Linked DNA regions of Hordeum vulgare: region 1 is linked to region 2. A link is a contact called in public Hi-C data. All regions are on one chromosome and are shown on one strand. The core of a region is the stretch at or near the end of the contact, and the rest is flanking DNA. Distances in the headings are between cores, read along the strand shown.

Evidence for each region. A called contact is a pair of places that touch in the nucleus more often than the background predicts.
Region 1: a Hi-C map of leaf shows a contact between it and region 2, with 2.6 times the contacts expected there. The contact joins the promoter of LOC123448398 here to the enhancer-like site in region 2. A contact is called at or near these places in 5 of 6 Hi-C or Micro-C datasets (leaf, seedling and an unstated tissue) and 1 of 1 datasets of contacts at active chromatin or transcription factors (embryo).

The regions. Positions count from the first base shown.
Region 1 is chr4H:209,767,853-209,773,603 of MorexV3_pseudomolecules_assembly, reverse strand. LOC123448398 (peptide chain release factor APG3, chloroplastic) reads right to left here and starts at 3,651. Exons shown (of 14, transcript XM_045125255.1): 1 at 3,410-3,651; 2 at 3,262-3,318; 3 at 2,846-2,926; 4 at 2,703-2,760; 5 at 2,516-2,623; 6 at 2,030-2,079. The coding sequence starts at 3,547.
Region 2 is chr4H:209,646,053-209,652,512 of MorexV3_pseudomolecules_assembly, reverse strand. No RefSeq gene overlaps it. Among protein-coding and RNA genes, the nearest start is that of LOC123448397, 15 kb to the right of the region's middle. Within about 2 kb of position 3,887, at least 2 of the 3 cell types and tissues checked have open chromatin away from gene starts, as enhancers often do. A contact at or near this core is called in leaf, where this site is marked.

The DNA.
Region 1 (5,751 bases), core at 2,402-4,901, 120 kb before region 2:
GGCGGCGCATGGCGTCCCCGGACAGGAAGTTGTGCGCCGAACCCGTGTCCACGAGCGCGGTGAGACGCTGCCCGTTGATCGTCACCGGAAGCAGCATCGTCTTTGCCGTCTTGATACCAGCCATGGCATGAAGGGAGACGACGAAGGCGGTCGCATCGACCGGCCCGTAGGTCGTGACGCCTGCCTCGGAGAGTGTGGTGGCGTCGAGCTCCGCGGTGAGGGCCTCCACCTCCGCGTCGTCGACGGTCTCCAAGTAGAACAGGCAGGCGCACGTATGACCCGGCGTATACGGCTCCTCGTAGTTGAAGCATAGGCCCTTGCGGCGCCGCTCGAGCTGCTCGGCCGACGTCAAGCGCCGGAAGGTGTGTGTCGGCGCGGGGGCAGTCGCAGTAGTGGCCGGCAGGGCGGGGCGTGTCGGGGTGGCGGCCACCGGGGCGGGGCGGGTCGGGGGACGCGTGCCGCGGCCCGGGAACGCCTGCTGCAGGGCGTTGGCGCGCTGCTCGTACGCGCGTGCGTAATACATGGCCGTCTGCAGGTCCTGGGGGTCGCGCATCTCGACGTCGATGCGGATGTGGTCGGGAAGGCCGTCGACGAAGAGCTCGGCGCGTTGGCGAGCCGTGACGTCAGGCGCATGGCAGGCCAACGTCTGGATGCGGTCGGCGAAGTCCTGCACCGAGGTGGTGAAGGGAAGGCGACCGAGCTCGGCCAGGCGGCTCCCACGTATGGGGGGGGGGGGGTCCGAACCGGAGGAGACACAGGTCGCGAAAGCGCTCCCACGGAGGCATCCCGCCCTCGTCCTGCTCGAGGGCGTAGTACCACGTCTGGGCGGCGCCACAGAGGTGGTAGGAGGCGATCCACGTGCGGTCGGACGCCATGGTCCGCTGCCTCCTGAAAAACTGGTCGCACTGATTGAGCCAGTTCAGGGGGTCGACGGTGCCGTCGTAGGTGGCGAACTCCAGCTTGGTGAAGCGGGGTGGCTGCTGCACGTGTGGCGAGGCCGCGTAGGCGCCCTCGTGGCGACCCAGCGCGGCAGAAGGAGAGTGCTGCGGCACCACGGAGCGCCCGGCGTACGGGTCAGTGGACCCGCCGAACCCCCGAAGGTGGGGGCGGGTGGCTGCAACACCGTCGGCTGTAGCGGCGCCGTCGTGTAGGTTGGCATGTTGATCCACGTCGGTAGCGGGGACGGCGACGGCGGCCACCGGACCTGGGGCGCGACGGTGGCCGGGGGCGGTGGCGCGAAGGGCGCCGCCGGCGGAGGCGGTGGTGGCGGGGTTGCGTACGGAGCCTGGAGGAAAGTCCGGAGGTTCGAGACTGCCAGGGTGAGGTCGTGGATCGCCGAGGACATCTCCGCCGGGGAGAGGACGGGGGCGGCTTCGGCCGCCAGGGCCGCGGTACCGGAGGCGGCCGGACCTGAGGTGGCCGACGGCGGCGACTGGTGCTGCGGCGACGGCTACTGCGAGGTGGCGGGGAAGGCGGTGGTGGCGGCGGCGGCGGTGGTGGGAAGGTCCGACAAATTCATCGAACCCAAGCTACCTGATACCAAATTGGTAGAGGCTAGGGTTCTACCAGGTCTCGGACGTAGGTTGTAGGGGTGGAAGTGCGGGCTGCGAGGTTGGGGACGCCGGCGCCGGCGCCGGCGGTTGGGTGCCGTCGAGGCGTGAGAGAGAGAGAGAGAGAGAGAGAGACGGCTAGGGTTTGGGGCTCCCGTCTCCTGAGGGAGACGACAACAGAATATTGTTTATTGTCTGCTTAATATCGAAGGGGTACATGTGTTTATATAGGAGGACAGTCTCCACTAAACCCTAGATAACTTGGACTATAATATAACTTGGACTCTAATATAACTTGGACTTCTAATATAACTTGGACTCTAAGATAGCTAAGATGACTTGGGCTAAGCCCGTAACTAACCCTGTCCATTGGGCCTCCTCCGTTGGTACGTTGTACCGGTCATAACAATTACCTAGACCAAACAACAACAAATATACTATCACAGTTGCTAAATCATACTCGATTTGCATCTACCTACAAGGTCACCAGCCCAAATTCCAGCTTCATCACCTCCAGTGCCAGCTCTTACTGCAGAAACAAAGAAAACAGATTTCGGTTACGAAATATTGAACTAGAGCTGAGGCAATTGTAAGTTAAACACTTCCGCGGTATGGCACTCTTAAGTAAGTTTTTCCTGAACTGAATTGAAGAGAATTGGTAATAATAAAAATGCCCTAGTTATCATATTTTTACTTGCCTAAATTAGTAGTGATAAAACAATTGCACATGGTCAAAGCAACTGCCTAGATTTATTATTATTATTATTATTATTATTATTTATTTTTGCAGAGAAACTGCCTAGATAAGTTGATAGGATCAGATGGACACTTGGAAACCAACGGATACCTTCAAGTAAGATGTTACGTGAATTTAGAGGGTCGCTTGGAAGCAGAAGTACCTAACATGAAAAGGTAAGCGCAATAAGAAGTACTTCAACAAGTATAAATCAAAAATATCTGCATACCTACCGTCAGTCTTTCCTCGAGCTCTGCAAGCTGATCAGAGAGAGACTCCAGCTCTGAAGCTATCATCTCAGCCATATCAGGGTCATCTCCATTCTCTTTTTGCAAAGCTATCATGTTGGTCAATAAAAAAGTATATGAACATCCAGTCCTTAAACCAAGGCAAAATAAATACTGAAGCATACCAACCTTTTGTTTCTTCAATCTGCCTCTCACATTCCTTAAATTCCCCATATGCCGTCACAACCTGAATATTTTTCATAAAATATCGATGAATTTGGGAGAAGATACCCATGCACAAGCAAATGGCACTCGAATTATGCCAAATATACCTCTCCCAGATTGGAAACAGACTGTGCAAGTTTTTGGTATTCGCCCGGATCTGAGACAATGTCAGGGTCACCCAATCTAATCTGAAGAAGATACTCATTCATTAGGATCCCATGCATGGTAAATTCATAATATATGAGAATGAAATATAAAGTTTCATACTTGTATGAAAGAATCAAAATTTAAGTTGTATATAGCATATCGCTTTCCTCCAATAATGAGACTAGCTTTGAAAATTTTGACTTGGGTGCCAAAATATTTTTATAACAGAACTTCAAGTAGGAAATTTTATAAGGATTAAAATTGTAGAAAATCCCTACGAAATAAACAGGCTCTAAAAGGGTTTGTGGGAATTCAAAAAGTACTTGCAGTGAACAAAGAAGTACGGTCTGTGAAAAAAAAGAGTACAGAACCATACCGACATTTCTTTCCATGCCTTCTCTGTAGAATCCAACTTTGATATGAGATGTGGCTCCTACACAAAAATACACAACATATTACGACCCTCGCCTATATATCTTCAAGAACTGGCCAGCAACAATGAAGCAAGGTAAGAGGAACCATACCGCCATGCAGACCACGGAGGCGGAGGAGGGCTTCCTGTGCCGTGTGCCGAGAAAGAAGGGGCTGGGGTGCGGGCTCCAGGCGGTGGGTACGGCGGAAGCTCGAGGCGGCGCCCGGAAGCCGGTGAGGAAGGCCTCCATCTTTTCCTTTTTCTGCCGAGGAAGAGGACGAGAGGTGGTGATGGGGAGTTCAGGATAGAACAAAAAGGTGCAGAAGAGCTCCAGCGGTTCTCTGCCTTGAGATTAGTGCCTATATCTTTTGATGGTTCTCTGCCTTGATTCGTGTCCGTGCCTTGAGTGGTTCTCTTTCTTGAGATTGGTGTGCCCCAGCCTTCGGTGGTTCTCTTTCTTTTTTCTTTTGAGGAAGGTGGTCCTCTTTCTTGAAATTACTACTCTAGATTCGGCCTAGGTGTTCGGTATTTATTTTCATACTAGTAAAAGGGTCCGTGCGTTGCAACGGAAGAAAAAAATAACACACGCTTGTAACCTTTTATAATCATTTTGATTTATTAAAATAATAAGCTAACTAACTAATGTAGTCAGTTCTATCCTATTTTATTGAGAAATCAACCCGTCCATCGTTAATTCCACCATGATAAGAAATTGAGGGGGACAAGCAAAGCAAAACAAAGAGGCTACGTGAATTGATCAAGGGACTCTTATCTTATTTCACTCATGGGGTAGAGAATGTGGGATGAGATGACAAACTGAAGGTGGTGTTCCATTCTCTCTCTCTACAACAATGCAATCTTACATTCAATACATTCATTCATCAGCAAACAAATTCTCACAAAACAAAAATTTCTTGTCGGTGCTTGGCACACGGTTGGATGCATGGGGAGGGGATCTCACCAGATGATGAGTTCCTGCCGAAGGAGGGGATACGATGAGGGGAGCAAAGGTTAGGCGCCTCTATCTGGTCATAAGGAGTCGTCGTTGTCGCGCCATAACCTCGGAGTTCCCCGTGTGAGCCATGGAGGCCCGCCTCCACCTGCAAGTACTTCGCTCCGCCGCACCTTATCCGCGCGCCACCGCCGTTCTGCATCGAGCAAACGCATCATCCCAAGTCGTTGCAGCTGTCGCGTTGATTTGATCCAGAAGCTGTGCTCGAGCGCCGAAACAGGGGCAACAAGCGGGCAGAGGTACGACCACGGAGGCGGGCGGGTTGAGATCGACAGCAGTGGTTGAGGTCGGCCGCGGCGGCGAGTGGTGTGGTGGATGCCTGGGCACAGGCAAGGATGGACCAGGGTCGATGCGATGCGCTCGAGCGTCGCAACGGGGGCAGTGAGCGGGGAGAGGTACAGCCGCGGCGGCGAGTAGTGTGGCGGCGGCCTGGGCATAGGCCAGGGTGGCCCAGGGTCGACTGGAGGAGGCGATGCGTACGGGTATAATTTTTGCAGCGAATCGTTTTTTTCTTTTGCGTTGCAGATAAATGATGGAGCATGGGTTGAATAACAAAAATTACAGGGGCTCTTTTATAAAAATGCCATGGTGGGTTTTCCGACGGAAGCAATAGCCGCTTTATTATTAGGGGAACGCTACGCGTCCGCCGGATGATATTAAAAATTATCTGTCACCTAGCTAGTCGTCGGATGCCGATCTAACGCCCGCATCCCCGCCACATGGTCAGTAGTTATTTCCTGAAATGACGCTCGAGTTGCGGAAACTTTCGCTTTGTTGCAAGAAATAAACTTTGGATCCGTTAATTCCTGAAACAACGGTCGAGTTTCACAAACAATTTGCTTGTTGTAGATTTTTTTTTCTTCGTCTTTTTGTAACATAGGTATTTTTACAAAGAATTTTTTGCAACAACGGTCGAGTTTGAGGAATTTTTGCAACGAAAGTCACGTTGCAGCCGGGACCCATGCTCAACGGAGAGTCGGACGCGCGAGCAGGGACGCATCTCCAGCGAGGCAGAGAAGCTCCCCGTCGGCGGGAGCTCGCCGGCGTCCGCGCCGCACACCTCCCCGTTCGCCGCCCGAGGTGGGGATCAGGCGAGGTGGGGATCCGGCGAGGGGCTGGATCTCGTCGGCGAGGTGGGGATTCGGCGAGGACCGACGGCGGCGGCGGTTCGCCGCACTCCGACAGGCTCGTCCCCGGTAGTAGAGGAGCCACGACGAGGAACCTGGAGTGCTCCAGCTTTAGCCCCCGTTCCTGAAACAACGCTCCAGTTTCGAAAAATGATTCATGATCGAGGCGAGATCCAATGGACGAGCGGACGATGGATGGATCAACCGGTGGGATGTAATCTTTTCCCTTATTATTAGGTATAGATTTGGTTTTCAGAATTGGAAACCGAAAATAAGAGTCCATAATAGCAAACGGAAATTTGGGTTAACCGATAA
Region 2 (6,460 bases), core at 2,638-5,137:
ATTTGGGTTGAATACTCTACCCTCGAAAACTGTTGCGATCCCCTATACTTGTGGGTTATCACAGGGCCAGGCCGAAGGCGTGCTTAGTTTCCCCTTTCGTGCACAACTCCCCCCTCGGTGCCCTAGCCACCAGCCGCCGTCACCACCGGACCGAAGTGCCTCCGGTACCCCGGATCTGCGGCCTCCTTTTGGATTTGCTCTATGTAGGCCCTTCCTCCCCTGATCTACTCCCATGGATGCCGGTAATGCCCTATTTTTCTCTTGTTCTTAGATTCTTTTCTTCGAATCCTCATTGGTTAGGGCATTGTTCGGCTCCCGCGTTTTTTAGTCAAAACTATTGGAGGATAAGATCCTATATGGACTTAAAATTACTCGTGATGAGTAGAAACAAATTAGTGGTGTATTTATCAGATCCGGATGCACCGATTCCCCAGCAGCGGTTGTGGTACAACCACTTGCACTTGCCGTACAACCGTTGTTGTGGTACAACCGCTAGGGTGACTGGTTCAATCAAACCCTGTAATTCCCGCCCCACCGATTCTTGTTTCTCCTCTGGAGACATAATTTATTCCTACTTTTGCATACAACCCTTTCATATTTTACGGGTTTCTTTTGTGTGCTCCTCTTGCGTGTCTCTGCAGGTGGCTCTGGCTCTCGTTCTGCTCCTCTAAAGAACTCCAAGAAACGTGCTCGTAGGTGTAGGCTTGTTGTTGACCCCGAGAAAGAGGAAGTTGTGATCCCTACCAATCCCACTCGTCGTGCGAAGTTCTTGGCCGCCAAGCAAAAATCTGCCAAGCCACTGTACTCCTGGAAGCAAGCTGATTGGGAGCGGGTTTGTTTTCAAAATCCTTATGTGGTCCCCATTGTTCCCGGCTGGACCTCCCCTCATTTTCGGAATGATCTACAGTTACGGATTGTGCATGAGCTCTGTGACCATCACAAGAACAAGTTTGCCAAGCCATGGACAAATGACATAGAGCACTGGAAGAACAATATGAATTACTTTGGAGAGGCATTTGCACTATGTGAAGACTTGGACTTGATCAAGCTCATGACTCTCATCTGTCCCTTTGACGTGCAGCTCGTTCACCTGTTCTATGCCACTTTTCACTTTGGCACTGATGATGCCCGTAACCTTACCTTCATGTGTCGTGATGAGGTTTTTGAGGTCTCGTGGCGTGCCTTTTGCAATGCACTTGGTTATGATGATACTGGCCTCAAAGGGAATGGCCGCATCCGTCCTCATGATTGGGCTGCTTCTATGCATAAGGTGAAGTTAGCCCCCTTGTACATTCCCCTACGTGGGATTTCTGGAACCTGTGAGAACCTATCGCCGATACATGATATTTTGCACCTTGTTTTACGGAATGTTCTTGTGCCCAAGGTTGAAAATCAAGATGAGATTCATGGATAATTTGTTGATCTGCTTGTTGCCATGCACACTGAAGCTGGCTCTCGAGATACGTTTGATGCTTCCAAATTGTTGTGGGAGGAGCTGTACTCCAGGGTCTTATACAGAAAGATCCCCACCTATGCTCCTTTCATCATGTTTTTCCTGAACTTTGTGTGGGTTGTTCGTAGGCCTGGTGAGCCTCTCACTTCTCCAGAAAACCTCACTGAGCATGAGGTCAAGCGACTCCAGAAGAAGAAGCATCTTGCACCTCGCTCCCCCGCTGGTGAACCTGAGGATGCTTTTGCTACTTCCAGTGACAATGATTTTGAGCTTCCTCGAGGATCCAAGCCATCTTCGGTCTCCACGCTCTCGGAAAGTTAAAGAAGACCTTCTGTGTAACAGCCCAAGACCAACGCTCGAGAAGATTCCCCTTTTATTCCGTTGTCGGCGTGTGATTGGTTTGTTTGTTGCATTCATCATCGCATCATGCACATCATCTACATTGCATCGACACTCCGTTGATGCCAGTTTTCAAAACTACATCCGTTATCAGTTGCCGGATCCCTCCGTTTTTGTCGTCGACCGTTTTGAGACCAACCAGACACGCACGCGCCCGCGTCATCGATAAAATATTATTTTTAAAAGTGTGTATGAAACTTTCTTGAATTCAGTTCAAACTTGGCATGCGGTCTTAATAGTGTGTAGGTAGGCCGCCTGTCAAATTTCGTCGCAATCGGAGTTTGTTTACTGCCCAAACTGTTAAACCTATAGCGGCACTGTAGTCGGTCCAACGTCGAACGTTTTCGTTGTTTTAAACCCTGATGCCGAGCTGCTCGCTTTCCCTGTATTCTACGCCTAGCGCCTCTACATAGTGCACCGACCTCCACGCAACCTAGTCCTAAATACCCACCCGGACCCGAACCCAACGTTTGTGACCGTTGGATCCGGATGAACCCCGTAATACCCTAAGTCGTTACTGATTTATACATTGGAGTCCCCTAGCCTATATAATCTCGATCGTTTGATTTCAATCGAAGGGTTGAGATAGCCCTAAGCCAACCTACCTCGTGTATATAAATGTGTAGAAACCCTAAATTCTACTCCCTCCGTTCCTAAATATAAGTCTTTTAAAAGGTTTAACTAGGAGACTACATACGGATGTATGTAGACATACTTTAGAGTGTAGATTCATTCATTTTTGTTCTGTATGTAGTCCCCTAGTGAAATGTTTAAAAAGACTTATATTTAGGAACGGAGGGAGTACGAGGTCTATCCCATCCATCCCTACAACGCCGCCGCTCTCTCCATTTCCCCTCATGTTCAGCACCGACCCAACGAGAGAATCTCCTCCCAATCCAAAAATCCATCCATGAGAGCCGCTCCTGCTTATTCCCCTCAATCGACCGCATAGCCCAGTCTCCATCACCTTCCTTGGACTAGTCCAGACACCACAGGCAACCAAGGTCGCAACCTCGCTCTTGTGGCCGAGTGCCCGGCGACCCCAGCTCCGCCCCGTCTGCAAATGCCGGGGAGCCGCACGAGCTCGCTCCGCTGCCGCGCCCTCAAGCAATCCTCGTCCGCGGCGACCGAAACCTCAAGCCATAGCCTCACATGGATAGGAGTGCCACATCCCGCCGTGGTACCCAGCGCCTCCGCCGGAGGGCTGCCTGATTCCGTCGGAGCTGCTCCCCGCCACTCTAGCACCGACACCGTTGCCTCGAACCGCCGCGAGAGCACGTCCCACCGCCATCTATGCCCTAGCCAGTAGCAGCAGGTCCACAAGCCCCCCGCGCCGTACTCTCCTTACCCCATCTCTCTTTCATGTCGCACTCTCTCTATGTCCCGATTGCGCAGGAAGCCACCGTGGATGGGCACAAAGCTTCAACGCCCTTGCTCCCGCCCCGTCCAGCTCGCTCGTGCACGCCAGCCCCGCCTCCGAGCTCCTCCCATGGCGTGGCTGCGGTTCCCTTTGCTTCAGTCGAAGCGCGTCGTAGCCAGCAGATGGGCCACCAGGACGACTTCGCCCCAAGGGTCTCCCGAGGCTGCAAAAGCAGCAAGCTCCGCCGCCCACGACTAGATCCGCCGGCGTGCTTGTCGATCCGGCCGCCCCAGTATCGCCATGGCTGTCGGCCCCTTCGTTTCCGCAGTGAGCAAGTCCGTTCATAGCTGAAACTCGGTTTCTGTTTCAAGTTTCGCCAGTCAACGCCTTGTATGGGTTATGAAGTGCTAATTTGTTTCTGTTATCGACGTTCTAGTGTAGCGTACTCGTCATTCATGCATGCATGCATCCGCGAGGTTCTGTGTTTGAGTCCTGCACGCACCAATTTTTTCCTGGTTTCTGTATTTGTTTCTCTTTGCACCCATGCTCACACTACACAACGGAGAACCTGCACCTTTGAAACATAGATAGAGTTAGCTCAGTGGCTTAGTGTTGATCATTTAGGCCAGGTGATCTGGGGTTCAAATCCCACACACACCCATTTTTGGTTTGTATTTTATTTTGTTATTCGGTGCCCCTGTTTGCTATAGGTTCAGATCCGTTTAACTAGATGGATTATCCTGTGTACCCCTTTCCACGATGAGCAGCTAGTCATTCCAGTTGGTTGTCCCATTGAGCCAACATCGTCCCCACGGCCTCTCTTTTATTTTCACCCTGTGTATTTATTTTTGTTTTGCATGCACGTTGCATTCTTGTCATATGATCTTGTGTGGCCCGTATCTTTTAGGCCGTAACTCCGTTGGAGATGAGCTATATGTGTATACCGACTAGGATAACGTGTAGTATCACATGCTTCACCTCTTTCATGTTAACAACATTTTAAAAGTGTCGTGTACCTAAACGGGAGTGAACTAAATAATCCATATGTGGAGTTTCATCAATATGCAACTCGTTGCATATTGAGCTTCACTTAATATGTAGTGCTTGGCTGTTGTGAATTGTCATGCCACGCCTTGCATAATTGAAATGAACATGCATCATATTAGGTTGTACATCATATCGTGCATGTGCTGTGTTGAATGTGTCTTGTGTTGACTCTTGTCTCCAGTTTGCTTCGTCTCGATAGAGTTCCGTAAGCGTGTTGGAATGAGAGGATCCATTCGACTACGTCGGTTTGTCTGCTTCACGGGTTCGTTCTTCTTCCAAGCAGGATCACAGACAAGATGATCATTTCCCAAGATACCATTACTATCAGTGCCATGCTAGTTGTATCATTTCTTTTCTTATGTCTCGTTGCCTACCATCTGTTAAATGTCAGCCTCTCAACATTGACATGAAACCTTCAACCTTTCTACAACCTAGCAAACCACTGATTGGCTATGTTACTGCTTGCTTAACCGTGTGTTAGCATTGCTATTTGCAGGTGTCTTCCATGTGATAACATGGGTTCCTTGTTATAGCACCATATTATTGCTAATTAAGTTAATGCACCTATATACTTGGTAAAAGGTGGAAGGCTTGGCCATCTAGGCTGGTGTTTTGTTGCACCTTTGCCGCCTTAGTTTCGGCTACAGAGGTTAGGTTACATAAATGAGTGCTCCTAACATGCTTGGGGTTCTTATGGGGACCCCCTTGACTTTCGTTGTGGGATAAAGCTCATCTGGCAAGGCCCAACATTAGTACTATATTTGCCAACATAATAATACTGATAAGTAATTTGCTGCGTAGGGAGTTAGCGCTACCCGAGGAGTAATTAAACATAATACATGAGGGGCAATGTTGCTGGTGTTGGTCCCAAACATTGACACTTACGGGTCCAATCGGGGCAACTCGGGGGATTTCTATCCAGCCACTATAGATATTGCTCATCCGTCGTAACCTAAGAATGAGATATGCGGCTCCTATCGGGATCGTCGACATGCGGGGCGGCCTTGCTTGACTTGTTTTGACTTTCTCGAGCGTCTTCTGTGAAGGATTCCGAGGATTCTTTGGGCTATCTCGAGGTTGAGGTTTTCCAATAGGAACCCGAGGAGATGATGGGTTTTTCCTGATCGAGGTTATTCTATCGCAGCGTGTGGTAGTTTGTGATGGACTAGTTGGAGCACCCCTGCAGAGTTAAATCTTTCGGAAAGCCGTGCTCGCGGTTATGTGGCAAACTTGGAAACTTTGTTTAACATCCGGTTCTATATAACATGAAGTAAACTTAATTAAAACTTGCCAATTGTGTGCGTAAACGTGACTATCTCTTCTAGTGAGTTTTGTATCCGGAAGAGAACACGGTGGGGTTATGTTTGACGTAAGTAGGTATTTAGGATCATTCATTTGATCATCAGTAGTTCACGGACATTATGCGTAGATCATCCCCCTTTTATTCTTGTACTTGTAAGTTAGCCACCTCAAATAAATGCTTAGTCGCTTGCTGCAGCCTCATCACTTAACCATACCTTACCCATTAAGCTTTGCTAGTCTTGATACCTTTGGAAATGAGATTGTTGAGTCCCCATGGCTCCCAGATTACTACAACTACATTTTCAGGTACATGTACAGTAATACTTTGACGTGAGCACGATGATGGTTCTATTTGGAGTTTCTCCTTCTTCTCCTTCATCGATCTAGGATGGGTTCCAGGCCGGTAGCCTGGGATAACAAGGATGTACATCGTTCTTTTATCGTTCGTTTTCGTCCATAGTCGGACCCTTCTCTTATTCATGACGACTATATGTTGTTGTACTGATGTGAAATTGTTGTAGCTTGTGGCAAGTGTAAGCCAATTTCATATACTCATCTCTTGAGTACTTGTACATGTAATGATATCCAGTCTTGCGAAACGACGTGATACACTTCTATCCCTGTCGAGGCCCTCATCCCAAAATAAGGATATGATCGCATCTTGGGCGTTACAAGTTTGTATCGGAGCAGTACCGACCTAGGAGCCCCCATGATTGGTCAAACTTGGCCGAGTCGAGTCTAGTAAAAAACTGCTTTGAGTCTAGTTATATGACGGAGAGTAGGATTTTTGTTTCTCCTCTTCTATGCTCTGGTGAGGAATTTTGACATAAGAATTTTAATTTTACTCCTCTTCTCACTCAATTGTTTTTAGGATCACGTGAATATTTTTGGAATCTATA